Linked DNA regions of Mus musculus: all the other regions are linked to region 5. Evidence: chromatin contacts called from public ChIA-PET, HiChIP or PLAC-seq and Micro-C data. All regions are on one chromosome and are shown on one strand. Each heading gives the region's core, a stretch centred on a gene start, on an enhancer-like site or on the middle of the called end of the contact. The rest is flanking DNA. Distances are from core to core; before and after follow the strand shown. Region 1 holds the start of Lrrc59 (leucine rich repeat containing 59). Region 2 overlaps Acsf2 (acyl-CoA synthetase family member 2). Region 3 holds the start of Acsf2 (acyl-CoA synthetase family member 2). Region 4 holds the start of Epn3 (epsin 3). Region 5 holds the start of Ppp1r9b (protein phosphatase 1, regulatory subunit 9B). Region 6 overlaps Fam117a (family with sequence similarity 117, member A). Region 7 holds the start of Slc35b1 (solute carrier family 35, member B1).

Region 1 (3,759 bases), core at 397-2,896, 360 kb after region 5:
GTGAAGGGGTTCCAGATAGCTTTCCTCGGGCCAGGCTCAAGTACATGTGGCCGTCTTCTGGAGAAGGACGGTGGACATGCAGTCAAGGGTCCCAGGTCCAAATCTCAGAGGTACGTCTGACCACTTTACGTGTAAAGAAGTTCCGGGTACCAGAGCAGGGAAAACACCAGCTACCTTCCAATTCTTTGTCTTATGATTTTTTTTTTTTTTTTTTTTTGGTTTTTCTAGACAGGGTTTCTCTGTATAGCCCTGGCTGTCCTGGAACTCACTCTGTAGACCAGGCTGGCCTCAAACTCAGAAATCCACCTGCCTCTGCCTCCCGAGCTCTGGGATTAAAGGCGTCCCCACCAGGCCCGGCTTGTCTTATGATTTTAACCCCCCTAAGTGTACGAGACCAGAACCATTAACACCATCTTACAAATGAGGAAATCTAGACACAAAGGTTGGCTGGTTAGCTTGCCAAGGACATCGAGCTATTGAGCAACGGGAGCTGGGAAGTGAACTGGGCATGCCATTCAAACCACCATACTACACAGCCACAAAGGGGGTGGGGGTGGGGATTCGGCCAATTGCCAAGGCCAAGTATAATCCCTTAATGGCAATAAGAAAAGTGTAGGTCATCCAAAGTGAAGCTAACATGAGACGTTAGAGCTAGGGAGCGCAGAGCTGGGTAAGCACTGATCGAGGATGTTGCTCTATGTTGGCAGCAAATTAAGTGTGTGCTGTCCCTAGGGCCTCAGGCTTCCAAATGGGATTGGGAGTGGAGGGAGATGGAGGGTGTGGCGCCATTCCGGACAGTTTCAGAGCAGCTGGGATGAGAACCTTTGCCAGTCCTGCAAAGAGATTTCACTTTCTTCAAGGAGAGCCGCCCCCAAGCTGCGAAAGCCAGCTGGGATTGCAGGCTTCTCAGGAAAAAGCTGGGTTCGGCGCCACACCCAGGTCTATCTGGAGGCCTACTTCCCGGGACCCGGTCATTCATTCATCCTCGAAACACATCCAGCAACCCTTCCCGCGGCTTTCCACTCTAAGGCCCAGCACGAAGCCGGACCTTGTTGAGAGCTCCCCAAAACCAGGACAAATTCATTACTGGCCCCGAAAAAGCCCAGGATCGGGTAGCTAGAGCGACCCTATCTCCTGGAACTGTGCCAAAGTGACACGTGTGCACCGCAATAAGAATACTGGGACCGACCGCAGCCTCCCAGGAGACCTAGTTTTTTAAAGAACGGGAAACTGAGGCTTAAGAGAGGGGCCTGCCCGCGTGGGGCCGGCGTCAGGAGTAGGTGGGCTCCCGAGGCTCGTGGGGTCGTACTGACCAGCTCCTTGACGGGGACTTCATTCAGGTCGCTGAGGCTCAGGTCCAGCTCATTGCCGTCCAGCTTGTCGCGGAGGTTCCCGCCCTTGCTACCGGCCTTGGTCATGATGACGCCGGCTAAGCGGGTCCCTGGCTCCCGGTTTCCGACGGGCAGGAGAGAGGGATGAGGGGCCGCTCGTGGGCTCGGCGGACTCACACCCAACGGACCACGCCTGCGCCTTAAGCCGCCGTCGCCTCCGCCGCCGCTGCGAGGCCTCCGCCGCCCGTCCGCTCGCCCGCCGCACTCCCAGCCCAGGGCCCCGCTCCCACCGGTGCCGCCGCGACGACGACCACTTCCGTGTCCACGTCACCTTCCGCGGCCACTGAGATGGGCTGGGCCAGAGAGGCCCGAGCGTGTACCGGCGCGCCCTCTGCCGTCCAGGCTGGCAAACTGCATCTGCGGGGCGCCACCTCCGCCGGGAGGAGCTGAGTTGCTAGACGTGGCAGTCCGGAGGCATCTGGAGCCCGAAAGGACAGAAACTGCACTTTCCATGACCTGTGTTTGCATCCCTCATAAGATCATCCCTATACTCTGAAATAGGAGCCAACTCTGAGGGTATCCTCCAAAATTTCTCCTAGCTTTCTTCCGAATTTACGGTTACTGTAAACTTCCTCTTCCTTTTCGGCTTCAGTCTTCAGCCCTCTTCTCTCCAGCCCTTTAATCTCAGCACATGAAAGATCCCTACCAATTAGAGGCCTGCCTGGTCTACATAACAAGTTCCAGGCCATGCAGGGCTACATAGCAAGAACCTGTCTGTAGTGGCTATTCCTGGTTGTCAACTTGACAATATTTGGAATGAACTACAATCCGGAATTGGAAGGCTCACCAGTGACCCTTATCTGGAGGCTTGGAGATCCTTATCTGGATCTTGGTTTGAAGATCTTGAGCCATAGTGGCTATGGATTCCAGAAGATTGAATCTCCGAGTTAAGGAACACACCTTTAATCTGGGCTATGCCTTTCATCTGGGATTAAAGGTGTGGTGGAACACACCTTTAATCTGGGCTACACCTTTTGCTGGAGACAATATAAGGACATTGGAAGAAGGGAGTCTAGCTCTTGCTCTTGCTCCTTTGCCTGCTTGCTGCGTGAGACTGAGTAACTGCTAGATCCTTGGACTTCCATTCACAGCTGCGACTGAACAATTGTTGGGAATTCGGCTGCCGACTGTAAGTCATCAATAAATTCCTTTACTATTTAGAGATTATCCATAAGTTCTGTGACTCTAGAGAACCCTGACTAATACAGAAGTTGGTACCAGGAGTGGTTCTAGAGTAACAGAAGTACAAGGATGAATCTTTTAAAATACTGGAATTGGCTTGTTGATCCACCAGCACTTTCAAATATTGAAACCTCTCCAGATTCTCTCCCTCCTGGGAGCTCAGAGAATTTTGAAGACCCATGGTTGAAACTATATTCCGAACTTAAAGAAGCTAATGCCCTTGATTTTCTTAATGAATTAGGTGATTCAGTGCACAAAGCTTTCTACAAGATGGGGAAAAAATCGAAAAATGATTTTACTGGCTGGCTGCTCTTAGTATCTGTGGAAAAAATGATGAATGAAAGGAAGGAGTTGTGTGATAAAATCGAAAGGCTCCAGACACAAGTAAACGATCTAAAAGTTGCTAAGTGTGTCCTTGAGGAGAATCTTCTCTCTTGTAGCAATAGAGCTCAAGTTGCAGAAAATCAAACAGAAACTCTCATTGTAAGGTTGGCTGAACTACAGAGAAAATTCAAGTCTCAGCCTCAGAGTGTGTCGACAGTTAAAGTAAGGGCTCTAATTGGCAAAGAATGGGATCCTACAACATGGGACGGGGATGTGTGGGAAGACCATGTTGAAGCTGAGAATTTTGAATCCTCAGATTCTCAAGGGTTTGCCCCACCTGAGGAAGTAGTACCCTCAGCCCCACCTCTTGAAATAATGCCTTCCCCACATGAGGAAATTAATTTTGCAGAGTCTGCTCACGGCCCACCAATAGTTTCTTCTAGACCTGTAACCAGACTCAAAGCAAAACAGGCTCCTAGAGGGGAGGTAGAAAGTATAGTCCATGAGGAAATTCGCTACACTACTAAGGAGCTTAATGAGTTTGCTAATTCATTCAAGCAGAAACCTGGTGAATATGTGTGGGAATGGATTTTAAGGGTGTGGGATAAGGGTGGAAGGAACATAAAACTAGAGCAGGCTGAGTTTATTGACATGGGTCCTCTGAGTAGAGATTCTAGGTTTAATACGGAAGCTCGCATAGTTAAAAAAGGTGTCAAAAGTTTGTTTGAATGGTTGGCTGAGGTGTTTATCAAAAGATGGCCTACTGGAAATGACTTGGAGATGCCTGATATTCCGTGGCTTAGTGTTGATGAAGGGATTTTAAGACTTAGGGAAATTGCAATGCTAGAGTGGATATATTGTG
Region 2 (3,968 bases), core at 147-2,646, 410 kb after region 5:
CAACCCAAATTTCTACATAGGAAATATAGTCAATGTGGCCATCTTTGGGGTAGTGACATGAGTGTCAGACTTGAAAAGTCAGGACTGTGAGCAGGTGGTGTTGGTGATTAAGAATTCCTGGCTGTGGTGTAGCTCTGCTCTTCACCTATAGCCCTGGGAGGAAGCAAGATCTATTGTTGATAGCAAGAGAGAATGAATCTGAGTCCTACAAAATAGTAGGTTGATAGCTCATGGAAAAGCTGGGCTGCATGCCTTACCTTAAGATAAGATGGGAAGGAAGGGGCCACCGTCCTCGGATCTCCATAGGTCACATGTGCACTGTGGCACAAGCATCCGCAGAGATGTGTGAGCAAGTGTGAGCGTGTGCGCGCTCTCGTGCACACACACACACACACACACACACACACACACACACACACCTGCTCCATTTTATAGCTTCTCTACCTTTGAAATGGTATCTTGTCTGGGATTTGTCCTGCCTCAGGCCCTACTAGGTTTAGTAGATGAGAACCTTTGTGACTTCAACCTTGAAGGGAAATGAGATACTTTTATCTCTGCTTTCTAGGTAGACACTTTGGCAGGAGCAGAGGTAAGCAGGTTGTCACAAAGTGAAGGGGACAGGTGAAAAGGGAAGGCAGAGGTGCCAGGCTTTCCTGTGGTCCGGAGTCAAAGGTTATTAGCAAAAGTAACTTCTAAACAAACACCTCTTACTAGATCATAGATGTGCGCCACCACTCCCTACGCTGTGCCCACCCCCTGTCTCCCTCCCTTCCCCTCCCTCCCTTCTCTCCTAACCTCTTCCTTTTAAGTCCCAATCCCCTGCAGGAGCATGAGACACTCTTAACCCGAGACATCTCTTCAGCATTTCTTTGTTTTTAATTTTACTTGCCTTTAAGTTTTGTTTGTGTTGAGATGGGATCTTGCTGTGTAGCCCAGGTTGGCCTCAAACTCTTGATGCCTTCGGTGTACTGAAATTACAGCCTCACATGCCTGGGTGAATATCTATCTATCTATCTATCTATCTATCTATCTATCTATCTATCTATCAATCAATCTATCAATCTATCTATGAGGTACTGGGGATCAAACTTACGCCTTTGCACACCAAGCCAGTGTTTTATCACTTAGCTAAAGCACTGTTTTTGTTTCTTGAGTACAGGTTGGACTACGAACCCCAGGCTATCTCTGAATTCTCTATGTAACCCAGGCTAGCAGAAAGCTCTCACTAGGCAGTGAGTGATGTTTATTAAAGAGAGTTTGTGACAGAGCCTCTTCTATTAAACTTTGGTGTGTGGCTGACGATGACCTTGAACTCCTGGCTTCTACTTCCTCGGTGCTGGGATGAGGACCGCCAGGCACCACCACACCCAGCTAGATTTTGGTGACTTCTGCATTCCATTGTTCAAAGGGTTTCTAAGGAATTTTTTTTCCTTAAACCTTTTCAATAAGTGAGGTAAGAGGGTGGCTCCATAGGTCACAAAGTCTATGGAATCCTTGCTATACAAGATCACAAGAGAGTAGAGTTGTTTTTACTGTTAACAAGGTAATAACCTTGTTTGTGAGAGCCCCTGAGAGCCATCTACAGCAGCCAGGAAAGAGATAAGGTTAAATTCAAAGGTCATATGTTCCTTCATTTCATGCATGCACTTTGCTGCTCTACCACTTTTACTTCAGATATCTCTGCAAAAAAAAAAAAAAAAAAAAAGAGTATTTTCTTCACATGAGCAATCTACCCTATACCACCACCACCACCCCACCAAGCCAAGACCGAGTTTCTCCTTGTATCCCTGGCTGTCCTGGAATTCGCTCTGTAGACCAGATTGTAGTGTTAATTGTTAAGTGTATTGTTAATTGTGATGAAAATTTCAACTACTAGCAAGGGAGAGATTTCAGATTCTAGCAAGCCACACTCCGGGATGTCACATCCCTTTCCTTTCCCATGGTCCTTTCTTTTCCTAGTCTTCCTAGCCTGTCTCATTTTCTTCTACCTCCTGAGTTCTGGGACTAAGGCACACCACCATACCTGATCCTAATGTCTTTTATTTATCATTATTTTTATAAGATTCATTCAAATTATCTGGTTCAGTCATTAAAATATTTTTTCTTTCTTTTTGTTTTTGTTTGTTTGTTTTGTTTTTCGAGGCAGGGTTTCTCTGTGTAGCCCTGGCTGTCCTGGAACTCACTCTGTAGACCAGGCTGGCCTCGAACTCAGAAGTCTGCCTGCCTCTGCCTCCCAAGTGCTAGGATTAAAGGCGTGTGCCACCACTGCCCGGCTCATTAAGACTTTTGCTGTCCTTCCTATGTGAACTTACGAGCAATAAGTCACTATAAATCTTTTTTTTTTTAAATTGGTGAACAGGCATTTGGACAGTTGCATACTGGAGGTGGCACAAATCGTCCAACCTGGCTTCAGAAATTAGCTCACCGATATGTGTGGTCCTGTCTCAACTTAAGTTCTCAATCTTCAGTGTAGGGAAATACTGACAGAGCCCAGTAGCTTGGCCATCACTTCCAGTGTCAAGGTGTCCGTCAGCTCAGATATAGGTGTATATTGAGGCCAGTGGTTAGGTCCAATGAGTCTCTAAGGAAGGCACCGCAGTCAAAAATCTGTCATCCACATAGCAAATAACAGAAAATTAATTACTTAGTAAGCATTCATCCTTCCGTCTGGTTCTAGGGAGCTAACCCCAGTCTTCATTGAAGGTCAGGCAAGTACTCTATCTACGGTAGCCACACCCCCTTTTGTAATTATTAGAATACTTAATGTATCAGTGTTCTTTCCCTCTTCTTTTGTTTTTGAGATTTTATTTAATTTTACTTTATGTGTTTAGATATTTCACCTGCACAGATATGTGTGCACCATCAGAGGCCAGAAGAGGGCATCAGATGCTTTGGACTGGAGTTACAGACAGTTGTCAGTCAGCCACTGTGTCGGGGCTGGGGAATTGAACCTGGAGACTCTAAAAGAGCAGTCTGTGTTCTTAGTCACTAAGCCATTTCTGTAGCCCCTGTTCTTGATTTTTAGAGGTTTCCGGATTTTTTTTTCAAATGCTTTTTTTTTTTACACGATTTATTTATTTATTATATGTAAGTACACTGTAGCTGTCTTCAGATGCACCAGAACAGGGTATCAAATCTCATTACGGATGGTTGTGAGCCACCATGTGGTTGCTGGGGTTTGAACTCAGGACCTTCGGAAGAGCAGTCAGTGTTCTTAATCACTGAGCCATCTTTCCAGCCTTCAAATGCTTTTTTTTTTCTTTTTTAATTTTATTGACACAGGACCTTTCTGTGAACCAGGCCTGGCTTTCCAGACCAGTCTGGCCTGGAGCTCACAGAGATCCTCCTGACTCTGCTGGAATTAGAGGCTTCACCACCACCACCACCACCCAACTTTAAATGCTTTTTTTTTTTTTGAGGAGTCGGTTGTTTGTTTTGTCTGTTGTGGGATAGGGTCTCACTCTTTAGGCCAGGCTGGCACTAAATTCACAGTAATCTTCCTGCCTCTGCTTTCTCCCAAGTGCCAGGATTCATTCCCAGCCTTTTCAAGGGTTTTCTGTCTGCAGTTGGTTGATCGTTCAGTGAAGAGGACAAGGACACAAAGAGCTGGCTGTAGCTTCCCTGAAGGCATACACTACATCATGTAGTCTGGCCACATGCATCCTCTGTCCACACCCCAGTCAGGTTGACCCACATCTCGTCCAGACATGACAGTTCTGTTTGAACCATCTGTGTAGCCCTGGCTGTCTTGGAACTCACTTTGTAGACCAGGCTGGCCTCGAACTCAGAAATTCGTCTGCCTCTACCTCCCAAGTGCTGGGATCAAAGGCGTGAGCCACCACTGCCTGGCTCCCTCTTAATAATGCTATGTTCACTTCCTGTCAACTGGTTGCTTTCTCTGCCTCTTGACCGATGGGTGACTTTATTTAATCTTGTTTGCAATATTCAAGCAGAAAGCTCTTGGATTA
Region 3 (4,273 bases), core at 1,088-3,587, 390 kb after region 5:
TGCAACACAAAATTTATAAGACTATTGGCCTCTACCTTCTTCCTTCTCCTCCACCACCCCCTTTATCATTTCAGCTAAGACAATTTCTATGGCTAGAGGCATTATACTTGTTTCACTGTGATTAGATTTTTTGGACACAGGAGAACATGTTGACAGATTTATAATCTCAGCACTTTGGAGCAGGAGGCAGGAGGATCAGGAGTTCAAGACCAACATCAGTTACTTAGTAAGTTTGAAGCCAGCCTGGGCTTCATGATACCTTGTCTCCAAAAAATAGCAACAGTAGGAGCCCAGGAGATGGTTCGGTGGGTAAGGGTGCTTCCTGCCAAGCGTAATGACCTGAGTTCAATCCCTGGACTCACACAGTGTAAGGAGAGACCAACTTCAACAAGTTGTCTTCTGATCTCCATTGTGTGCACGTATGGTGTGCACGAACAAATCACATAAGATTGGCCACAGTGGTGCAAGTCTGTAATTCCAGAAGACAAAAGGAGGCAGGAGGATCAAAGTTCAAGGTCATGCTAAGATTTATACAGATGAGGTCAGCCTGAGCTATATGAGACCCTGTCTCAAAAAAAAAAAAAAAAAAAGCTACTTCATGTTGACATTAGAGCCCCTTTCTCTGTCTGTCTGTCTGTCTGTCTGTCTCTTTTTTTTCTCCCTAGGGTGGCCACAGACTCCCTGTGTAGCTGAAGATGACTTTGAGTTCCTGATTCTCCTACCTTTATTGCCCTGGCTGGAATCATGCAGGTCTATGAGTCCATTTCTGAGTCAGAGAAACAAGGGGAAGGCGATAAAGGCTTCCCCAGGCTAGCCCATAGGACAGGCAGAATGGCTTATCTTCCCTTCCCCCCAAGACTCACTCAGAGACTAGTCAGGAAGAGAAAGGGTCCCGGGGACCAGAATGTACCCTTCACTTTGCCAGGACAATTATTTATCTAGAAGGAATCAACGATTTGTCCAGGGTCATCCACCAAGCCTTCAAGGCAGGGCTTGGCTCCTGAACTTGGGATACCAGTCAGCACCCTTCACTCCCTGGGCCTGGCTGTCTGAAACCACTGTATACATTTGATTTGGAGGGCATCATGCCGTTTCAAGCCCAGCTTTTCAAAGTCTCTCCTCTTGACTTGTTCTCCAACGGAACACAGATTCTTTCCAAAAAGCTGTCAGAGGGAGAGGGAGAGGGAGAGAAAGAGAGAGATATCTGGTCACTCTGGAGATCAGAGAAGGAGTAGCTGTATTAGTCATGACCCCAGCTGAACCAGATCAAGGCAAAGGTTCACCAGGCTAACCTCCACCCTCCGCCAACTGTTCCTCTGCCTGGCTTTCTTCATTCCAAGTCAGGAGAAGGGAAGCCACCCGGCCGGGGGCCTTTCTTCTCTTCTTTCCCAGATCGTTCAGGACAACGAGGAGCTAGAAAGTGGAGGACTAGTGTACTCATCTTTGGACACCCAGCGCACAGCCTGAGCACTCACCTCTTGTAGATCTTGTCACCCATCCTCCTTGGATGACGTTAGAATACATTCCTAAGGGCACAGCTAGAGGGTTGAGTCACAAAGTCAGGGTCCTTTGGAGCCTAGGGGAGCAGCTGAGGAAATTGTGTTTAAGGCTTCAGGCTAGAGCAGAAAGAGGGAAGGTAGGATACAACAGACGCGTCCCTGATGCCACCTAATCTTGTCTACCTGGTACTCTTCTCAGAGTCGTGGGGAGGATGCAAGGTCGAAGTAAAGCTGACTCTTAGCCTCTGGCCAGACTAGCACCTTGGTCCCCGGAGGTCTCCGAATACAGAGGGGTTTACCCATCAGAGCGGTAGGTCCCAACTACCTTTCCTCTCCCCAGAGGCCCTCTGCTCCAGTTGGCAGGCCTCAGGGGCACTCGGGGCAGATTCCTTTGGCCTGTAGCTCAGCACCCAGGAAGTCCCCACGTGACCCAAGCCCTACTGGGCACGTGGGACCAACCAGTCCAGGCATTGTCATCTGGCTCTATATAGACTGTTGATTGTTTTCCCGTTTATGAAACTCTTAGGCCCTCCAAAGTTAGAGTGATGATTGCAGGAAGGCCCTGTATTGTGCTGCAGAGCCGGTCTTGGGAGCCCCGGGAGGGGGAGGGGGGACAAGGGCGGGACTTCGAGGGCGGGCTTGAAGGGCTGCAGTTCCCACGCAAAGGTGGCCAGGACCGAGTCGCCACTTCCCGGCCTCTCCTCGCCCCGCCCCGCCCCGCCCCGCGGGGACCCAGTCCTCCTCACCCCATAGGCAGAGCGACCCTCCCGCCTCCCCGTCCGCTTCTTAATTACCCTCGCCTCGTTCACTTTCAAAGTTTACTCCCGGCCCGGACCCGCGGCGGAAGCGAGCCATGGCTGTCTATCACGGGATGCTGCGCTTCGGGAGGCTGTGTATCGCGAGCCTGGGGGCGCGGGGCCCCCGGACGCTGCTCTCTCGCCCTCGGCCGAACTCGAAGTTGCAGAGTGTCCGCGCTCTCAGGTACCCCGAGCAGCATTCCGAAAAGAGAGGGGGCTGGGCAGTCCCGAGAAGGGAACTTGGGAGTTCTGCAGTGCTTGGCAGGGGCTGACCCCACTCTGGGTAGCCCTCACACACACTACCCTACCACCTAGGCAAAGGGAAAAGCCAGGCCTGCCCGGGATCTGGGGCTGCTGCTCATAGCCACAGGAGTCCCAGGCTGAGTTCAAATTCTAGTTCAGAATTCTGTATGCGTCCCATGTGGTACACAGAGCCAGGAGTGGAGGCTTTTTAACAGTACACCCGAGGAATAGAGCTGAATACTGCTAGGGCATTCTCTCAGCTGTATTAACTCCCGTGAAAAATGTGGGGACCGTTTGGGGGTCCACAGGGCACTGAGTATAACAGATCTTTCCTTCCTTTGTTTTCTTTTCCTTCCTTCTTTTCCTCCACCACCTCCTCTACTTTTTGGAGCAGGGTTCTCTCTGTAGCTGTGGTTGTCCTGAAACTCGCTCTGTACACCAGGCTAGCCTTGAAATCACAGAGATCTGCCTGACTCTGCCTTCTGAGTGCAGAGACTAAAGACCTGTACCACCACTGCCCGGCTTCCTTCCTCCTTTCAGTCATTACCACTTCTGGGCCCATTTTTTCATCTGTCTTCAGTGCAAGATCTGGGAAAGGGGTTGGCAGGAGAGAGTTGGCTGAATAAATCTAATATGACCAGACACGGAGGGGACTGCAGGAGCTTGCTGGGGAAAGGCCAAGCTGGGAGAGTTGGCTGTGCAACAAGGTGAATGGTGGTATCCTCTGCGTCCAGTAGGTATGCACATCGCCTATCCTGCTCTACCGCACGGAAGGGCAAACTACTAAGCCTGTTGTCCGTATTATTGTGCAGGCTGTGGTCTTGGAAAGGAATAGTGGAGGCACGGCAGAAAGAGGAATATGTCTCAGAAAACACTACTAAGTTTAAAAGACACTACTAAGGCCGATGAGAGTAGTGGTGTGTACCTTTAAGGCAGAGCCAGGGTTTCTGAGTTCAAGGCCAGCTTGGCCTATGAAGTAAATTCCAGGACAGTTGGGGCTAAACAGATAAACCCTGTGCACCCAATCAAAAGACAGCCCCCCTGAGAAGAAGTTGGACGGACAAGTTGGAAGATGTCTTTTTGGCTGGAACTCTCAGGTTCTGAGAGCTAAGTGCCTTCTGAGAATTAAGAAACAAACTGGTGTGTGTGTGTGTGTGTGTGTGTGTGTGTGTGTGTGTGTGTGTGTATGTATGTATGTATGTGAATTAGCACTCTAACACTGATGTTAGTACATGTTCAGCTCCTGTGAAGTGCTTTAACATCCCTCTGCCTTCTTTCCTGAGGAGACCTAGGGGCTCATGGCTCCATGCACATGTGATTTTTGTTTTTGTTTTTCCTTCCTTCCTTCCTTCCTTCCTTCCTTCCTTCCTTCCTTTCTTTCTTTCTTTCCTTCTTTCTTTCTTTTCTTTCTTTCTTTTGGGGGAGGTTTTTTCGAGACAGAGTTTCTCTGTGTAGCCCTGGCTGTCCTGGAACTCACTCTGTAGACCAGGCTGGCCTTGAACTCAGAAATCCACCTTCCTCTGCCTCCCAAGTGCTGGGATTAAAGGCGTGCGCCACCACGCCCGGCTGTTTGTTTTTTAATATGAGTACACTGCAGCTGTCTTCAGACACACACCAAAAGAGTGCATCGGATCCCATTATAGGTGGTTGTGAGCCACCATATGGTTGCTGGGATTTGAACTCAGGACCTCTGGCAGAGCTGTCGGTGCTCTTAACCGCTGAGCCATCTCTCCA
Region 4 (3,957 bases), core at 1,029-3,528, 490 kb after region 5:
CATGAGCTCTGGATGCTCCCAAAGGCTAACAAGCGTGAATCTGCTGAGGAAGCATAGTCATGATCTGGTCCTAAGCAATGGGTCCTTAGAGACAGACTCCCGTGGGTCATCTTGGTCTTTTTGTTACTATGGGTGTTTTTTGCTTTTTGTTTTGTTGTTTGTTTTTTGAGGTGTCGGGGAGGTCTAACAAAAGCATGTTCAGTATGTCAGCATATCTAACAGGGATGCTTCATCTTTCACTGATAAGGCATTTGTGGATCTAGGCTTACATTACTGTATATTGTGGGACTGCCATACCCTCAGGTCTCATTTGACCAGAAGTTCTGTTTGATGCTGCCGGTGACATCAGTGAGCTTTCTGATGGCTGACGGGGCCCAGAAAGGAATCATAGGTCCCTGGGGTCTCTGGAGTGTAAACCCCTCTTTCAGTCTATGATACTAAGAGTCGATTTTCTTAGGCTGTGTGGTCTAGCTGCAGTAGAGGGCTCAGTCTTGGAAGCTTCAGTATGTTGATCTATGATCTTACAGGAAGGAGAGTTGGCTTCCGGAAAACCAATACAGAACTGGGACTGAGCCCAGGCCCACTCCAGATCTGAAAACAATTACGTGCAGCAGGTCTCGGAGCAACTTTGGCGTTTCTCTCTCCATCTCGTCTCTCTTAGCAAGACTGATACATTGGAGCCTGCAAAACCGAGCAAACCTTGGCCTCTGATGTCTATCCCTCTCTTCCAGGTCTATGCGTTGCTGGACAACCTGGTGACAGATGTGATGGTCCTGGCTGATGAGCTCAGCTCTACAAAGAATGTTGAAGAGTCTTTACGTTTTTGCAGCTGATTCTTGGACCCAAGCTTCCTCCTGGGAAGATGGTTTGAAAAAAGTCAATAAAGAATCTTTAGGTTCCTACCATTTCCATTTCCATCGTGCCTCTGGGGATGCTGGATCTCAACGGCATCAGGCGAAGGTCTAGGACCTCCTGTATCCCACCTGCTCACATGTGCAGTTCTCAGAGCCACACACACCAGAGAGGTGATGATTAAGGGATAAGCAGAAGAGTTAGTGGGTGGTGGCAGGGCAAGGAATGAAGTCAGGTGACAGGACAAGATGGCCTTTCATAGCAGTTCCCTGCCTCAGGCCTAGACTTTCAGGGCCGTGCTTCCTGAAGCCAACTCAAGTGAGGGACTAGGGAGAGAAGCAGAGATGGCGAGACCTGACTGTCTGAAGGCTTCTACTTCAGCACCCTCCTCATCCTTCAAGATGGCAAAGATGGCACCTGTCAAGCTCTTTAAACCCGGCAGGAACTGGAGCTGAGCTCACACCCACCCCAGATCTGAAGAAACACAAAGGCATAACTCTTTGCTGTACTCCAAGAAACTCTCACAAGTACAGTTTTCCTCTTCCCATTCATTCCCTTTGGGGATCCTTGTCCTAAGCCAGAAGTTAATACTTGAGGCTCTGGTCTGCTAGATCCCTTCCTCCAGTCAACTCATCTGGCCCTGGAACCATTTTTCTGCTATGGGACACTGAAGCAGCAAGGTTGTGGGTTCAAAATCAACCTGAGCTGCATGATGACTCTGAGGCCAGCCTGCGCAATGTCGGGGTGGGGAAGGGAAGGAGGGACCACAACGTTTCAAAACAACAAAAACAGCTTGAAGAATTCCTACTCCTTCCTGGAACAAAGGAATGTGGGACTGTGTAGTAGGTGAAGGGTAACAGCTGGGAAAGCACGCACTGCCTGCTCAGATCATCCCGGGGTTTCTGTTGAAACGACTGTAAACAACTGGTTAGGCTGGGGGTCTCTGGGAGCAGTGGAGGAGTGAGGGAAGCCAGTAGCCAGGGACGCTAGAATTCATACTGAGCTCCCATATGTAAGCATGTAAGCTATGGAACGAGCTTCAGGGCAGGTAGGATCCTCCCGGGAGTTGGAAAGGCAGAGTCCTCAGGCCCCTTGGAGAGGCTGGGGAAGCCAGCTGGGAGTAGGTAAAGACCAGCCCCAGGGAATGTTCTGTCTTCTGCTTTAATGTCGTCCGGCTAGGAGGGTTAAGGCTTGGGATAGGTATTGGAGTGGCCTCCATTCCCACCCTCACCTACTTCTAGCAGAGGAGGTAGGGGAAAGGTTAACTCACTTGAAGGGTAGGAGTGGATGAACTCCAGCTCTGTAAACCTCTGGGGTCACCGGCTGACAAACAGGCCAGCCTCCTCCCCTGAAGGCACCGCCCGGCAGACAGCAGGAAGGGGTTAAACACGCCCGCCCGCCCGTCATCCTGTGTCCTGTTACTGCTGAGGCAGACCTGCCTGGCCAGCTGAACAACTTTCCTCCCGAGAGTGCTGGCCGGCAGGAGTCGAGGAGGCAGCCGCGAGAGTCTGAGCGGCCACCCGCTGGGGGGACCCTGCGGTCCTTCCGAGAGAGAGCTCTGTGCCTTTCGGTCCAAGGTAGAGCTCCCGCGACCAGGGTTTATGGTGGATGGCTCTGGGGCTGCTCCTGAAGCTGTGCCATCCCCATACAAGTCAGAGGGTCACTGCAGAGGCTGCGGGGGCTGGGGCGAGGGAGCCCACTCTGGAGGTAAGCTCCCTCCCGCGCCGCGGTGGCGCCCTGCATGAAGGCGGGGTTGGGGGGTGGGGGTGGGGGCTAGAGTGGGCTCAGGACTTAGTCTCTTTCCCAACCTCTAGAGAGTAAGGCAAGGGCTGTGGAGTACCGGGAGGCTTCTAACCTGCAACTTCTCTACCTTCCTGTTACCCCCAGAAAAGGGGCGCAGGGCCATCTGGAGATTCCTGATAGCGTTTCTCCCAGATCCTGGCACATCTCTGTATTTACACCTTTAACCTCAGAATGACCCTTTAGTCCACTGCTCCCTGGGACACAGCCAACTCAGGTCTGATGAAGCCACACAACCTAGGGCTAGGGAATATCCAGTCCCCCATTCCCTGAGCAGCAGGAAGGACACTGCCACTCCCCCATTGCTTACTCTGGAGCTGATGGGGACAGAAGATGGGGAGGGGTGCTGGCTGATGGGGTGCACACAGACTTTGTCAAATTCCCGTGCATGTGATTGGTTCTTTCCATCTCTCTGAACCTCCACCCTGGGGATGCCATCTGCTTCTTCAGTGCTGACTTTTAGGAATCTCTCCATCCCCCACTCTGGCACCCTTCTGGATTTGTGTCCTGAGAGATCCCACTGCTCCGAATCTCTTTGGGAACCTGTGTGTAGGTGGGAGTCTACACTCTAGCCCCCCCCGCCCCCCCCCCACTTCCTGACTAGCCTGTGCACTCCGCTGGAGTACCCTCCTGCCTTCTTTCCATTTCTGAAGCAGCCTCCCCAGGTCCTGGCTTCTCAATGTCCTTCCCTCCACCTGGCAGGGTCTGGCTCAAGGTCACTGCAGTAATTCCATACCGGCTGCCCAGGGCTGCCGTTGCCGCTGCCGCAGCTGGGTTTGTGTTTCACTCCCTTTTATTCCCGGGCATATTGTGTTCGATAAAACCTTCTGCTTGTAACACCGCTGGCAGGGCTCCCAGCCGCGCCCGCCTCCCGCCTTCCTTCCCTCTCAACTTCAGCTTCAGGCATGCTCTGGGACCTCACCCTGGCTTTCTTCCTCCTTACTGTGTCCCTACTGGGTGAAACACCATCAGAGTCTATGACAGGCTAGGGTGGAGGAGGCTCAGGCATCTTCTTGTGCCTCTGATCCCTTCCTTTCCCCCCAAGTCCAGCAAAGGTGTGTCCACAATGTCCACCTTGCTCCTAGGAGAAAAATCCAGGAAGGGCCATGGAGCCTACACAAAAGGTCCCTTTTCCATGGAGGCTGGCTGTATTCACCCTGGCAAAGTAGGAAGGCCTAGGAAGCCAGGCCCAGGTAGGGCTCTGGTGGAGTCAGGATGTCTGATCTGACTGGTTCTGCCAATTCCAGCGGCCAGCAGGGAGGAGCATGTACACCAACCAGGGCGGGCTTCGTGCACAATTATTCC
Region 5 (3,925 bases), core at 719-3,218:
GTGGAGTAGGGAGGGATGCTGGGCGGGGTTAGGAACCTGAGGGCAGGTCGCAGCAGGCTACCTTCACAATCACAGACCTGAAAACCTTCCCACTCTGACAAACAGCTGGAAGTTCCCCCACGCCTCCCTCATTGTGGGAACTTCTGGGAACCCGGCTGGGTGGCAGGGGCTGACTCAGCCTGCCAAACACGGATGTCTGGGCGGGAGCGACCACACGCACGTGGCAAGGGCAGCTCGGGGGGCCCAAGGGGGGTCACTCACTTGGATCGGTGCGGTGCTGAAATGGATCTTCCGGCTCGGGGCCGGGTCCTCTTCCTCTGAGAGCCCGGGAATCTCCACACACCCTGACTCCGGCTCATAGGGGGGCTCCCCGTCCTCTTCGTCTTCTTCATCGTCCTCCTCCAGGGCACTGCCCCCAGAGTCCTCCCCGAGTCCACTGTAGGCGCTCACATCCACCAAGTCCGCTTCCGAGAAGTCCTCCTTCTTGGATTCATCCACCTCCTCAGGTGCCATGTCCGGGGCCCGGCCATTGTCCACCCCCCTCTCTAGCGTCGCCACTGACGCCGCCGCCTCCTCCTCGGGGACCGCTTCGGCCTTGGGTTCCTCGGGTGCAGGGCTGGCTGTGGTGGCCGGGGTGCTGCCATTCTCCAAGGCTGCATGGACCGTCACCTCGGCCTGGATCACTTCCCCGGGAGCCGACTCGGCCTCAGACTCCCCACTTTCTTCAACCTCCACCGGCTTGATCTTGCGCACCTCCCGCGGCTTAGGCGGAGGTCGGGCAGGGGCCACCCGGTGCTGTGGGGGCTGCTGCCCTCCGGGGCCACGCTCCTTCTCGGTCGCGCCATCCCCCGACGGGGCGGGAGGCGGCGGCGGTGGCTGGAACACCCGGGACCGCTTAGTGACCAGCTTCGAGTTGACCTGGGGCGCCCCGGCTGCCCGAGGGGGGCCGGGTGCACGGTGAAGGCCGGTCCTCGAGTCGGCTTTCTCGAAGACCGCACTGAGCTGGCTGACCGTCGGCGACACGGCGTCAGCATCCAGCTTGTCCAGCGCCTCGGTGCTGCCGTTAAAGCGCACCACGACGTCCAGCTTCCGGTCCTGCAGGCCGGCGCGCTCCTGCCTCAGCAGCCGCCGCGCCACGGCCTCCTTGTCGCCACCCGAGGCCGCGGGGACGCTCCGTTCGAACAGCTTCCGCGTCTCCTGCAGCCGGGACGGCGGGTGCGGCGGAGGAGCGGGCTGCGCCGAGGGCGCGGGCTTGGAGTCGAAGCGGCTCACGCGCTCCGACACACTGGTGCCCAGCTTGAGCAGGGCACTGTGGTCTACGTTCTCGTTCAGGCTGCTGGCCCGCGGCAGGGACAGGCGCACCCCGCGATCGGACGCCCGTGGGGCCTCGGCCATGCCTGCGCCTCCGCCTGCCTCACCCGGCGGCCCCGCGGTGGTGCCCATCTGCAGGAACATACTTTTGATGCGGTGGACGTTGGAGCCATATTTCTTATGGTGGGCCGCCTTGGGTGCCTCGTCGGGCCCGGGTGCATCGGGAGGCTTTAGTGCCTGGATGCCCGCTTCGTAGGCGCTGCGGTGCGGGGAGGCGCTCCGGAGGGGACCCCCGGGCCCCCGAGGCTCCGTCTTCATCATGGTTGGGGGAGCCGGGTTCGCATCCCCCTGCTCCCCGCTGCCCCCCTCCAGCAGGCGGCTGGCCAAGTCGGGACCACCGCCCCCTCCCCCCAAAGAAAGAAATCCCGAAAGGCCTTCTATAGAGTCCCCCAGAAACCAAGCTGCCAAAAAACAGTTAACCCTGCTTTAAAAAAAAAAAATCTCCGAGCGCCCTGTGTGGGTCGCCTCCCCCAACCAAGCTGCCAAAGACAGCCAGCCCCCTTCGAAAGCTCTAGCGGCCTGGTGCGGTCGCCCCCACCCAAATTGAAGAAGCGGAGGCTGGCTGGAGCTGCTGGGACCGCGCGCCCAGCCCGCGAAGCAGCGGCCACGGCACCGGCTCACATCCTCCGAGGCGGTGTCAGCGGCGCTGGCGGCGCAGGCGCCCCCTACTCCGGCCGGGGGCCTTGGCTCTCGGGGTGCCCGGCATCCCCGCGCCCGTGGCTGCTCCGCTGACCCGGGCCGCTCCGCCGCGCCTCCCTCCCTCCCTCCCTCCCCCCCGCGCCCCGAGCCTCGGTCTTTCTCTAGCTCTGCCCGAACCGCGGCTGCCGGAGACCGAGCGGCTGCCCTTCTCGCCGCCGCCGCTGGGGGACTGGTACCACTGGGTCCTAAAGGGATCGGATTTCCGGGGCCGGAGCCTGTGAGCCCTCCCCTTCCCTTCCACCCTGTCGCCTGGTCTCTCCTACTCATAGTTGGCGGACAGCCTTCCGCAGCTTCACCGACCTTGGCTATTCTTCTTCAGCCCTCCCATCCCAAACTCGGCTTTTCACAATCCACTTAGGCGTCCCCTCATTTAACCCTGGGGGCGGGGAGCCATCCAGCCACAGCAGGAACTGGCCTTCTCCTCCCACAAAGTGAAGGGGTTCTGTGGGGAGGGCCCTTAATCATTTCTCTAAAGGTCCTTAGAGTGTTCAGGGGTACCAGCAACAAAACTTTTGGGTGCTAGATCAAAGTACATAATTTCTAGCTCCTTCCCAAAGGTGAAGGGGAATCTCAGAGGCGGAACCTGGGATTCTTCATTTTAACAATTCCCCATAGGAATTTTTTTTTTTTCATCTTTCAGAATGTAAAACTTGGGCCCAGCAATCTTTGTGGTGCTCTGTCCGGAGGAGAAATGAAGAAAGGGACAGGGTTGGGGGTTACATCACCCATATGGCAGGAGATTACCAAAGATGCTTTTTTGCCTTGGGAAGTCTTAAAATGACGTTGTTCACCTACCCCTTTGGGGAGAGGTATAGAATCCTGGCCTTCATAACCTGCCAGAAAAGATCTCTGAAACAGGAAGGTTTGTAAGGTGTTGGGGGAGGTTGGAAGGAATGATTCTAGAGTCCCAGGGCTAAAGTTTCCCTATTGAGAGTTCTACGTTGGGTCTCAGACTTAGAGGATTCTGGTCACTTGTGTGCAAGCGTGTTTGTGTGTGTGTGTACCCTACAAATCCCACCTTGAAAACTCAGCTTCTTTAGAGCTCCTTCATTCCTCACATACACAACAAGGGGCCTTGTTATGCCCGTTATCCTTCCCCAATCTAGCAGTGAGGATCCGTCCAATATTCAGTCAGGTCTAGATGTGTAGCTCCTCCAGTCGTTGGTAGATTCCCAGGAACTGAACAGGGTGGACACTAGGACCCAGAAAACAACTCAGGCACAAAGCCTCCCCCCTCTCCCCAGCTGCTTCCTGCATCTCAGGCCTTCCTGCGGCCTCTGCCTCCTCCCCCGCCCTCTTCCCCTCCATCCTCTTCCTCCTCTTCCCGTTTTCTCACTCTCTCCGGTTGGCCTGGCCCAGCTCATAGAGGGAACCCTCTACCCTTCCGTTCTCCGTGTGTGGGTTTTGTGGGACACTAACCCATGGCACGTGCGAAAGAGCTCTGTGCATGGGGGGGATGGGACGTGGGGAAACCGCCTGGGAACCCTGAAGATTGGGATGGGGAGGAGCCAAGAACCACTGGACTGGCTCCCTAGAGTAGTGTGCCAGGAGAGGGAAGATTTTTTGGCTCTCATCTGGAGCCGGAGATGAACCCAAATCTCAGGCTTTCGGATGCCCCCTGCATTTTTGCACAGTGGGCAGGAGACTTACCCCTCCCCAGTTCTGCGTTTGGGGATCTGTGCAGGGTAAAGAAGCCATCCAGGTTCCGTCTCCCCTCCTGACCCATCTTTCATGAACAAGCTTTAGGACATGTTCTCAAATTCAAGTCTGGGGCTTGAGCCCTTCACCCTAACCCGGCTACGGCAGTCAGTGGCTTGTTTTTTGAGAAAGGGCCTGCAGTATCCTGTGCTGGCTT
Region 6 (3,745 bases), core at 490-2,989, 380 kb before region 5:
AAACAAAAAGGCTCGGAGGCCAGCACCACTGGCCAGCACCAGAACTATGGCTGCAGGTGGCCAAAGCTGCCATTTCTACCTTAGCAGTGACTGGATAACCCTCAGATTTTCCATCATGGCCACATTTAAGTATTTGTTGTATTGTCAAACCATGCACTGACCCACTGGTCTTGGACACTAGTTTGGAAAACAGGCTCTGTGCCCAAGCCCTTATGCCCACAAAAACAAAAACAAACAAAAAACAAAACAATTTTTTAAAGGTCTGTGACGGTCACACTGGGTCATGTGCCATCAGGGAACACTGAGGCAGCAGCTCAGGGAAAGGCAGGACCCCTGCCCCTGATGCAGGAAAGACAGAAAGGAAGTCCTCTCCAGCCAGGAGGCTGCTCAGCCTCCGGCCTTTGGGATGCTCCCTGATGACGTCTGGTAAGAACTTAAGACTAAAGAAAAGTCAGAGGTAAATGGGAGCAGGAGTGGGGATCACAGAGGTTTCCCCACAATTAAGCAGAAATGGGGATGGAAAGAAGCGAGTGTGAGTGGAGCCAGGCAGGGGAGGTACCCGAGGTCCCTTCTGTGGGAAGGATGCCACCAGCTGGGGAACTTTGCTCAAACAGTCATCCCGGCTGTGGGAAGCCCACTTCCTCCCTCCAGAAGAGTACAAGGCTCATATACTTTGCCCAGTAAGAAGGGATAGAGGTAACCACAGCCACTGGCATGTGCTGCCATCACGAGCCCTGGCCAGGGCACAGCCACTAGGAGAGGCCAACTTAAAGCACTTGGTGGCCAGCTCTGGGTTCCCAGATGGCCTGGAGGAAGGGTGGGCCACAGAAGAGAAAACACACTCAAATAAACTGAGACAATTCTGAAAAACTTCTCTCAGACACAGGACTTCCTGCAGAAGATGGAGATGCCACAGGAAGTGGTGCTGGGGGGAGTGACTCCCTAGCTCTCGCTGGCCCTGTCTCAGGAAGCCACTGCTGGAAACACCTGTTCACACCTTTCACATTGGCCCTCTTGGCTCAAAGCAAGCCAGCTGGAAGTCTAGCTCAGAAGTACAGCATCTGGCTAGCATGTGCAGGCCCTGGGTTCCATCCCCAACATTGAAAAAGATACAAGCATCGAAGCCGTGGCCCCTCCCCAGGTGTCCCGGTTACACCCCTTCCTCCTTTCCAGAATAGCTGTTTTTGTTCCTCTTCCCTCATATGTGAGGAGCCTTGCTCCTACTCAGTCTACGGTTGTCTGAACATTGACTTGTACTTGACTGAAAACATGGAACATGGCCAGGAAGGGGATCCTGGGATCATAGCATTGCCATAGACCCAAGTGCTGAGCACTCTTCAATCTCTTCTGCCCTATGCACTAACAGGCCTGGAGCACACAGCACGCCCAGCTCTCTAAAGGCAGGTGCTCTGGGTCTGAGGCCTAGCTCTGACACTGGCTTGGAAGGAGCAAAGCCCTCTAGGGGAGGTTCTGGGAAAGAGCTGCTTAGCCTCAGCTGTAACTGAAAAGCACATTCCTGGGAGTGTCAGCAATGGCATAGCCTCTAACACAGGGAGGTTAGGCACCCAGGAGAACAGTAACAAGTACCTGCCATTAGGCTGGATGAAGCAGACCACGGAATGTTTCACTGCTATGGCTAGAGAGAAAGGGTGCGAGTGAGGGGCAGGGTAGGAATAGCTGGCTTGCTCAAAGCGACTGGGAAAGGTCTGGCATCCATCCACTCCTAACAGCTGAAAGGCTTTTAATGAACTCAGGATGTAGCTCAGTGGCAGAGCACAAGCACTTGCCTTGCCTGCCTGAAGCCCTAAGCTCTATCTATCTCCAGCATTACAACCCAACAAGCAAACCAACCAGACAGACAGACAGACAGACGGACGGACACACACACACACATACACACACACACAGAGGCATGCTTTCAAAGACCTTAATAGATCTAGATTCCCCACTCCCCTTTCCCTTCTCCACATTTCCTGAAAATTTCATCCATCCTCCTGGGTGATCTCTCGCTGTTCAGAAGGGATGCACAAGGCCTTCTGGGGAGATGGCAGTTGAGCCTAAAGCTTTCACAGTGTAATGCCAGTGCTAAATGTGGCAGCTTGTACCAGGCACAGGAGCCTCAAGCAGTAATTTGAGTGGAACCCAAGCCTAGGAGCAGAAACTTCCCTGAAGAGCAGGCCTGGGAGATGGGCAGAGCACATACTTGGGGTTGGATGCTTACACCGATCAGAATCCTCCCACCTCTTGCCTGCAGCCACAATATTGACAGGTTGCTAAGAGTTCCTCGAGCGAGGGCTGGAGCCCATCCCGGGAAAGAGGAAAGCTCGAGGGCTGGGCCTTGCCAGACCCATGGAGGCACATCGCTGACCTCTGTCTCGCTGTGGCAAGGAGCCCAGACTTGTTATATAAAAGATCTGGCCTGCAGCTGGAAGCCGAAGCAAAAACACGCAGCTCAGAACCCAGGCCACTCCAACTTGGCCAGAGAATGTCTGAGGCCAGCCCTGCCTGGGGTGACAGAGAGAAAGCTCCATGAGAAATAGGACAGCCACTGGACAGAGGCTGGCAAACAGGAAATGACCGAGGTAGGGATACGCTGCCTGATGTCTAGCAAAGCAAGATGCTCATGCATCCACCTACTTGAAGCAACATCAAGGTCCACCCCTGCAGGAAGCCCTCCGTGATTTACTACATTATCTGGCCTGAGCCATAGAGAAAGGAGTGTGTACTGCCAGGCTCACGAGGGATGAAGCATGCCCCTGTCTCCTTATCTAAGGATAAAGGGAGACCAGTGCAGGCTCCCGGAGAGCGCCTGCTCCCCTTCACCTCCTTCCTGCACTTCTACAGAGGACTGGCCATTGATATCACCTTACTGCTTTAACCTTGTTTCAATTCTTTTTGATACAACAAGGGGCATTTCTGGAAGACTCTTGCTCCTCTAGACTTTGCCAGACATCAGCCCCATGACATCCCTTGGTTGTCTGTTCTCGGGCCTTCAGGCAACTGGAAACCAGGCTCAAAGAAACCAAATCTTGTAACCATTGGAAAGGAGAGGGTGTTCAAATGTTCATTAGACACATTTGAAAGTGGATCTCATAAAAAGAAAGGAGCTGGTGGGATGAGCTGAGGAGGCAGAGCGAGCTGCATGGAGCATGGGGGTCCATACGACCCGGCTGTCATGCAACATGGATGGGGGCAGACTGGATACACTCTACACAGCAAAGGAAGAGCTGCCTCACCCCTTCTTGTCCTGTTACCCAGAATGAAGGGCTGGGCCAAGCTAGGTGTTCTTCCCTGCAAGTTGAAGAGGACTCAGCTTAAGCTGCCCCCAAAGGGAGCCTGGCTCTTACCAAACTTAAATGCTAAGAAGACTGAAATCCTAGGTCAGACTAAGAAACTTCTTTGGGTAATTTCCAGATGAGATTGACTTTTTTGCTCAAGTTAACAAATCTTATCCAAAAGATGGACACATGGGCTGGATGGTCTGTGGAGATCCCTTCCAAGGGCAGGACTGTTCATGAAAACACAGGAGAGAAAGCTGGGCTGTGCAGGACTCGGATGCCCTGGAGCAGCTCTGGCCTGGCTGCTGGCAAGGTGTAGCTCTTCACGAGAATGCCCTACACCTACTGATCCAATGGGGTCGACCCTGGCTCAGCGCCTCTTTGGCCACTTCCTCGAATGCCTGGGGAATGCAAACTGGACCAAATGTTGGCCTTAGTTTAACTTCAGGAGGGCAAATCTCATTTTA
Region 7 (3,756 bases), core at 243-2,742, 390 kb before region 5:
CTCTTAAGCTGGGAAATCTCTGAAAATTATTCATCGTCCCAGTTCCCCTTAAGCCTAACACAACCACATGCTGAGTGGAGGGAGAGATTCACTGAGTTCAAGAAAGGATGGCTTAACTCTACTGACAGGAACAAAGACATGTTTGAAGCTGACACACAAAGCGAAGTCAAAGGGATAAAGGGGAAAATGTTCTAAGGGCTTTCAATGGGGATTTGGAATATAGACGGCCCAGTCGTCTCCAACTAAAAAGTTGGTATAATTTAGAGGCCTAATATTTTAATCTCATTTCACAGCCATTGGTTTTACAGTCTGTAGAGAAGCTGTTTAAATACTCAAGGGTGTGGAGGTAGGGAAAACTTTGATTTTTAAAGATGAATCCACGTCTATGCCCAGAATATGGGAGGAAGGAGAGTGAGCCCAACAAATTACTATGAGGTACTCACAGATCTTGGCAAACATAGCATTGATCACACACTGGATGAAAACCAAAGTTAAGGCAAAGGTGAATGTCTCCTGTTTGGGTCCTTCTCCATACTTCCCTCTTGTGCTAAGACGAAACACATAAAAAAGCAATTAGTGTGTGCTACTCGGTGGCATCAAGTATGTTCAGATCCACTGAGAGCTTTGGAAGTATCATGCTTTTGTGGGTGTAGTTAGAGTTAGGAAGGATTACTGAGCTCATTTACCCAAAGGAGACGATTTGATTTAAGCCTAAAAACTAAGTCTAAACAGTAGACGCCAACCTACTGCTACCATAGCCTAAGGAAAAAATATCCGTAAAGGACACAGGTAGGAGAAAAAAAAAAAGTCAAGACAGCTGAACAAAAGTATCCCCCGTAGGAGAAAAAAAAAAAAAAAAGGCAAGACCCAGAGCAAGAAGATTAACGGTCTGCAAACACCTCGGGGCTTTCTAAAAATAAAATAAAATAAGACCTGGCTCAGGTCACGGAGCACTCTTGGAATCAACAAAAGTAAAAATATCTAAAGGGAAAAAAAAAATCGCGTTCTAAAACTCCAGAGGCCGGCCCTGAAATTTTAGAATTACAAGGATGCTCAGCTAGCAATGTATAATAGCAGGGTGCAAAAAAAGGTCAGAGGGCCGAGCCGGAGAAGAGAAAACCCTGTACCAGACACAGGAAGCCTGAAGACTAGACCGTAAAATGGATGGTGGAGACTGAATTCCGGCCCTGGCTGGGGGATGCTAGGAGTCCTGCCCCCTCAAGGGTCTGCTCACATCTTCTCCTGCAGGATCCCATAGTAGAAATAGCAGACAAAGACACCCAAGAAGCAGAGCGGCAGGCGCAGCCGATCAGGCACCAGGGATCTACTAGCGGCCATGAGACGCACGGACGAGTCGGCCGAAGATCCGTTCAGAGCAGGTAGCGGTACCGGCGGCGAAGGCGAAAGCTCCAGGCGGACATCGCCGGCCGGCGGCAGGGACCTCATAGGAGCTGCGTGCGACCGCCGGCTCGTAGGCCGGAGCAGCTACCTCCAGATATGCCAGCTCAGAGCTTCCGAGAGGGAAATGCCTCCTGCCCCGGCAGGAGCGTTCTAGGAAAGAAGGAAGGCTTTAAGATCTTGGCTCCATTCCTGGTGGCCAGGAAAGCCAGCCATATCGAGGTTATTGTCTCCTCTTTTAGGTTTTTCCGATCAGGCAACGCCGAGGACATCTACAAGCTGGAGCTCGGTGGGGAGGCCTAGGCGATTACGCGGCGTATAGTGATGACGTATAAGTATGTGGATGTTATCAATTGGCTCCGCAGAGCGAAAATAGACAGATGGGCGGAGAAAGAGGCGGTGAGGCCAGAAGAGAATTAAAGGCTTTTTTTTTTTTTTGCAGTTGGCTGTCAGGCCTCGGCTGGGTCCTAACGCCAAGAACGCTTCATAGAGCCGTAGCGCCCTCTAGCCGCTGCCCAACGTTAGCGACTCCAACCCTGTCTACCCTGTGTTCAAGACCTGGCTAAGAAGTCCAGGTCCTCTTCTTTGGGCAGGGAGCCACCGGGCAGGCTCTGTGATAGGTCAGGGCTCTTATCACTTAGAGGCAGCACATCACGTGTTGCTTAAATTCCGAGCTACAGTTTTCTCGCTCTGCAAACGAGGGGTAATTAGTAATAACCACCCTGTCACTCATTGAACGGTGTGAGGATTAAATGAGCTAAGGTTTACCAAAGTGTTTTATAAACTGTTAAGTGTGCTGTGCAAGTTTGGAGTATTAGTCATCATATTTTCTCAACTCTAATCGTATTTCCTCACCTCTTCGAGGTGAAAAATTCAATTTATTGAAATGCCTTTTAAAAAACAACAAAAGACATAATCACATGTAGCGCAGGCTGTCCTCGAATCTGCTATGTAGAATAATGTTGAATTTACAATCCTTTTCTCTTTACCTCCCTTCCGAGTGTTTTTTTTTTTTTTTTTTTTTTTTTGGTTTTTCGAGACAGGTTTCTCTGTGTAGCCCTGGCTGTCCTGGAACTCACTCTGTAGACCTGGCTGACCTCGAACTCAGAAATCTGCCTGCCTCAGCCTCCCAAGTGCTGGGATTAAAGGAGTGCGCCACCACTGCCTGGCTCCCTTCCAACTTCTTAAGTAAATTTTCTTCAAGACCTTCCAACTCTCCAATGAAGCAACACACACACACACACACACACACCACACCACACCACACCACACCACACCTCTTCCTATTTTTGGTCTCATCCATGGACTTCTCCCTGATTTAACAGTTGGGTCTTCACCTGCTTTGCTAGAATTGCAAAAGCAAGACTTAACACCAGGTCACCAAGTCCCCTACCTAATAACAGTCCCAATTGTCAAGCAGTTGTGGGTCTTGGGTTGCTTTCCTCTAAGCAGGCTTGCTCCTTTGGCACGTCCTCAGGCAAAGGAAGGAAAGGCAGGCAGCACCACACCCATCACTGGGGACCTGACTCACTAAGGCTTTGGGGACAAGCCAGACATCTTTCAAGGCTAGGAGGACTAAGAGAAAATAGGGTCTGTCCCTTTCCTGGTGTCTCCTTCTGGGAGTCACTATACGTTTACTTTCTTGGCCTTTGGTTTATTCTAGTGAATCAGCAGACAGACACTTCCAGGGAACCAAACAGTGAGTCTGGATTCCACTTCTGCCTTTTATTTTCCAACTGGGACCTCAAACAATTCACTTGACCTGGGTTGAGTTTCCCCATGTGTTTTTTATTTTTTTCCAAGACAGGATTTCACTGGCTGTCCTGGAACTCTCTGTAGACAGGCTGGCCTTGAACTCAAGAGCTCCACCTGCCTCTGCCTCCTAAGTGCTGGAATTAAAGATGTGTGCGGTTGCCGCCGCCACCACCTGGCTGAGTCTCCTCAGGTGAGATCAATGGTGATAACCAGCAGGGGGGTTCTTTGGTTAGGAAGCACCAGCTGTGAAGTGGGTCAGGGTGCCAATCCTTACTCCCTGACTTGGTACAGTCTTTTTAGAAAAAGCTGTTTGGATATTCCTTCACTCACAGAATGGTTCTTCTCTCACCCCAACGGTTGTCATATTTTCTTTTTTTTTTTTTTTTTTTTTTTTAAAAGATTTTATTTATTTATATGTAAGTACACTGTAGCTGTCTTCAGACATTCCAGAAGAGGGAGTCAGATCTCGGATGGTTGTGAGCCACCATGTGGTTGCTGGGATTTGAACTGCGGACCTTCGGAAGAGCAGTTGGGTGCTCTTACCCACTGAGCCATCTCACCAGCCCGGTTGTCATATTTTCAATGACATTCTCTTACATCTTC

The links. A called contact is a pair of places that touch in the nucleus more often than the background predicts. ChIA-PET counts read pairs in DNA pulled down with a chosen protein or histone mark. HiChIP or PLAC-seq counts read pairs in DNA pulled down with a chosen protein or histone mark.
Region 1: an RNA polymerase II ChIA-PET map of memory CD8 T cells shows a contact between it and region 5, with 38 read pairs. The contact joins the promoter of Lrrc59 here to the promoter of Ppp1r9b in region 5. A contact is called at or near these places in 4 of 115 datasets of contacts at active chromatin or transcription factors (the 230-238 cell line, bone marrow-derived macrophages, memory CD8 T cells and 1 more).
Region 2: a Micro-C map of embryonic stem cells shows a contact between it and region 5, with 4 times the contacts expected there. The contact joins the enhancer-like site here to the promoter of Ppp1r9b in region 5. A contact is called at or near these places in 1 of 484 Hi-C or Micro-C datasets (embryonic stem cells) and 2 of 115 datasets of contacts at active chromatin or transcription factors (bone marrow-derived macrophages and memory CD8 T cells).
Region 3: a contact with region 5 is called in a FOXA1 HiChIP or PLAC-seq map of pancreatic cancer cells. The contact joins the promoter of Acsf2 here to the promoter of Ppp1r9b in region 5. A contact is called at or near these places in 5 of 115 datasets of contacts at active chromatin or transcription factors (the 230-238 cell line, bone marrow-derived dendritic cells, bone marrow-derived macrophages and 2 more).
Region 4: a contact with region 5 is called in a FOXA1 HiChIP or PLAC-seq map of pancreatic cancer cells. The contact joins the promoter of Epn3 here to the promoter of Ppp1r9b in region 5.
Region 6: a contact with region 5 is called in an RNA polymerase II ChIA-PET map of memory CD8 T cells, with 9 read pairs. The contact joins the enhancer-like site here to the promoter of Ppp1r9b in region 5. A contact is called at or near these places in 1 of 484 Hi-C or Micro-C datasets (the G1E-ER4 cell line), 3 of 115 datasets of contacts at active chromatin or transcription factors (double positive thymocytes, memory CD8 T cells and pancreatic cancer cells) and 1 of 9 other capture datasets (adipose tissue).
Region 7: a Micro-C map of embryonic stem cells shows a contact between it and region 5, with 2.8 times the contacts expected there. The contact joins the promoter of Slc35b1 here to the promoter of Ppp1r9b in region 5. A contact is called at or near these places in 2 of 484 Hi-C or Micro-C datasets (embryonic stem cells and uterus), 2 of 115 datasets of contacts at active chromatin or transcription factors (effector CD8 T cells and extraembryonic endoderm stem cells) and 2 of 9 other capture datasets (adipose tissue and liver).

The regions. Positions count from the first base shown.
Region 1 is chr11:94,627,664-94,631,422 of GRCm38.p6, reverse strand. Lrrc59 (leucine rich repeat containing 59) reads right to left here and starts at 1,646. Exons shown (of 7, transcript NM_133807.2): 1 at 1,314-1,646. The coding sequence starts at 1,418.
Region 2 is chr11:94,577,914-94,581,881 of GRCm38.p6, reverse strand. The region is part of intron 1 of Acsf2 (acyl-CoA synthetase family member 2); the gene reads left to right. Among named protein-coding and RNA genes, the nearest start is that of Chad, 15 kb to the right of the region's middle. Within about 2 kb of position 1,396, at least 10 of the 459 cell types and tissues checked have an H3K27ac peak or open chromatin away from gene starts, as enhancers often do. A contact at or near this core is called in embryonic stem cells, where this site is marked.
Region 3 is chr11:94,599,850-94,604,122 of GRCm38.p6, reverse strand. It overlaps Acsf2 (acyl-CoA synthetase family member 2), which reads left to right and starts at 2,337. Exons shown (of 16, transcript NM_153807.2): 1 at 2,337-2,480. The coding sequence starts at 2,353.
Region 4 is chr11:94,498,295-94,502,251 of GRCm38.p6, reverse strand. It overlaps Epn3 (epsin 3), which reads left to right and starts at 2,278. Exons shown (of 10, transcript NM_027984.3): 1 at 2,278-2,559. It overlaps Gm51873 (a long non-coding RNA gene), which reads right to left and starts at 3,212. Exons shown (of 2, transcript XR_003949592.1): 1 at 2,123-3,212; 2 at 1-854. Mycbpap (MYCBP associated protein) reads left to right here. Exons shown (of 19, transcript NM_170671.2): 19 at 732-905. The coding sequence ends at 833.
Region 5 is chr11:94,989,255-94,993,179 of GRCm38.p6, reverse strand. It overlaps Ppp1r9b (protein phosphatase 1, regulatory subunit 9B), which reads right to left and starts at 1,968. Exons shown (of 10, transcript NM_172261.3): 1 at 262-1,968. The coding sequence starts at 1,632.
Region 6 is chr11:95,364,440-95,368,184 of GRCm38.p6, reverse strand. All of the region lies in intron 2 of Fam117a (family with sequence similarity 117, member A), which reads right to left. Among named protein-coding and RNA genes, the nearest start is that of Slc35b1, 19 kb to the left of the region's middle. Within about 2 kb of position 1,739, at least 136 of the 459 cell types and tissues checked have an H3K27ac peak or open chromatin away from gene starts, as enhancers often do. A contact at or near this core is called in adipose tissue, double positive thymocytes and memory CD8 T cells, where this site is marked.
Region 7 is chr11:95,382,592-95,386,347 of GRCm38.p6, reverse strand. It overlaps Slc35b1 (solute carrier family 35, member B1), which reads right to left and starts at 1,492. Exons shown (of 9, transcript NM_016752.3): 1 at 1,235-1,492; 2 at 444-547. The coding sequence starts at 1,338.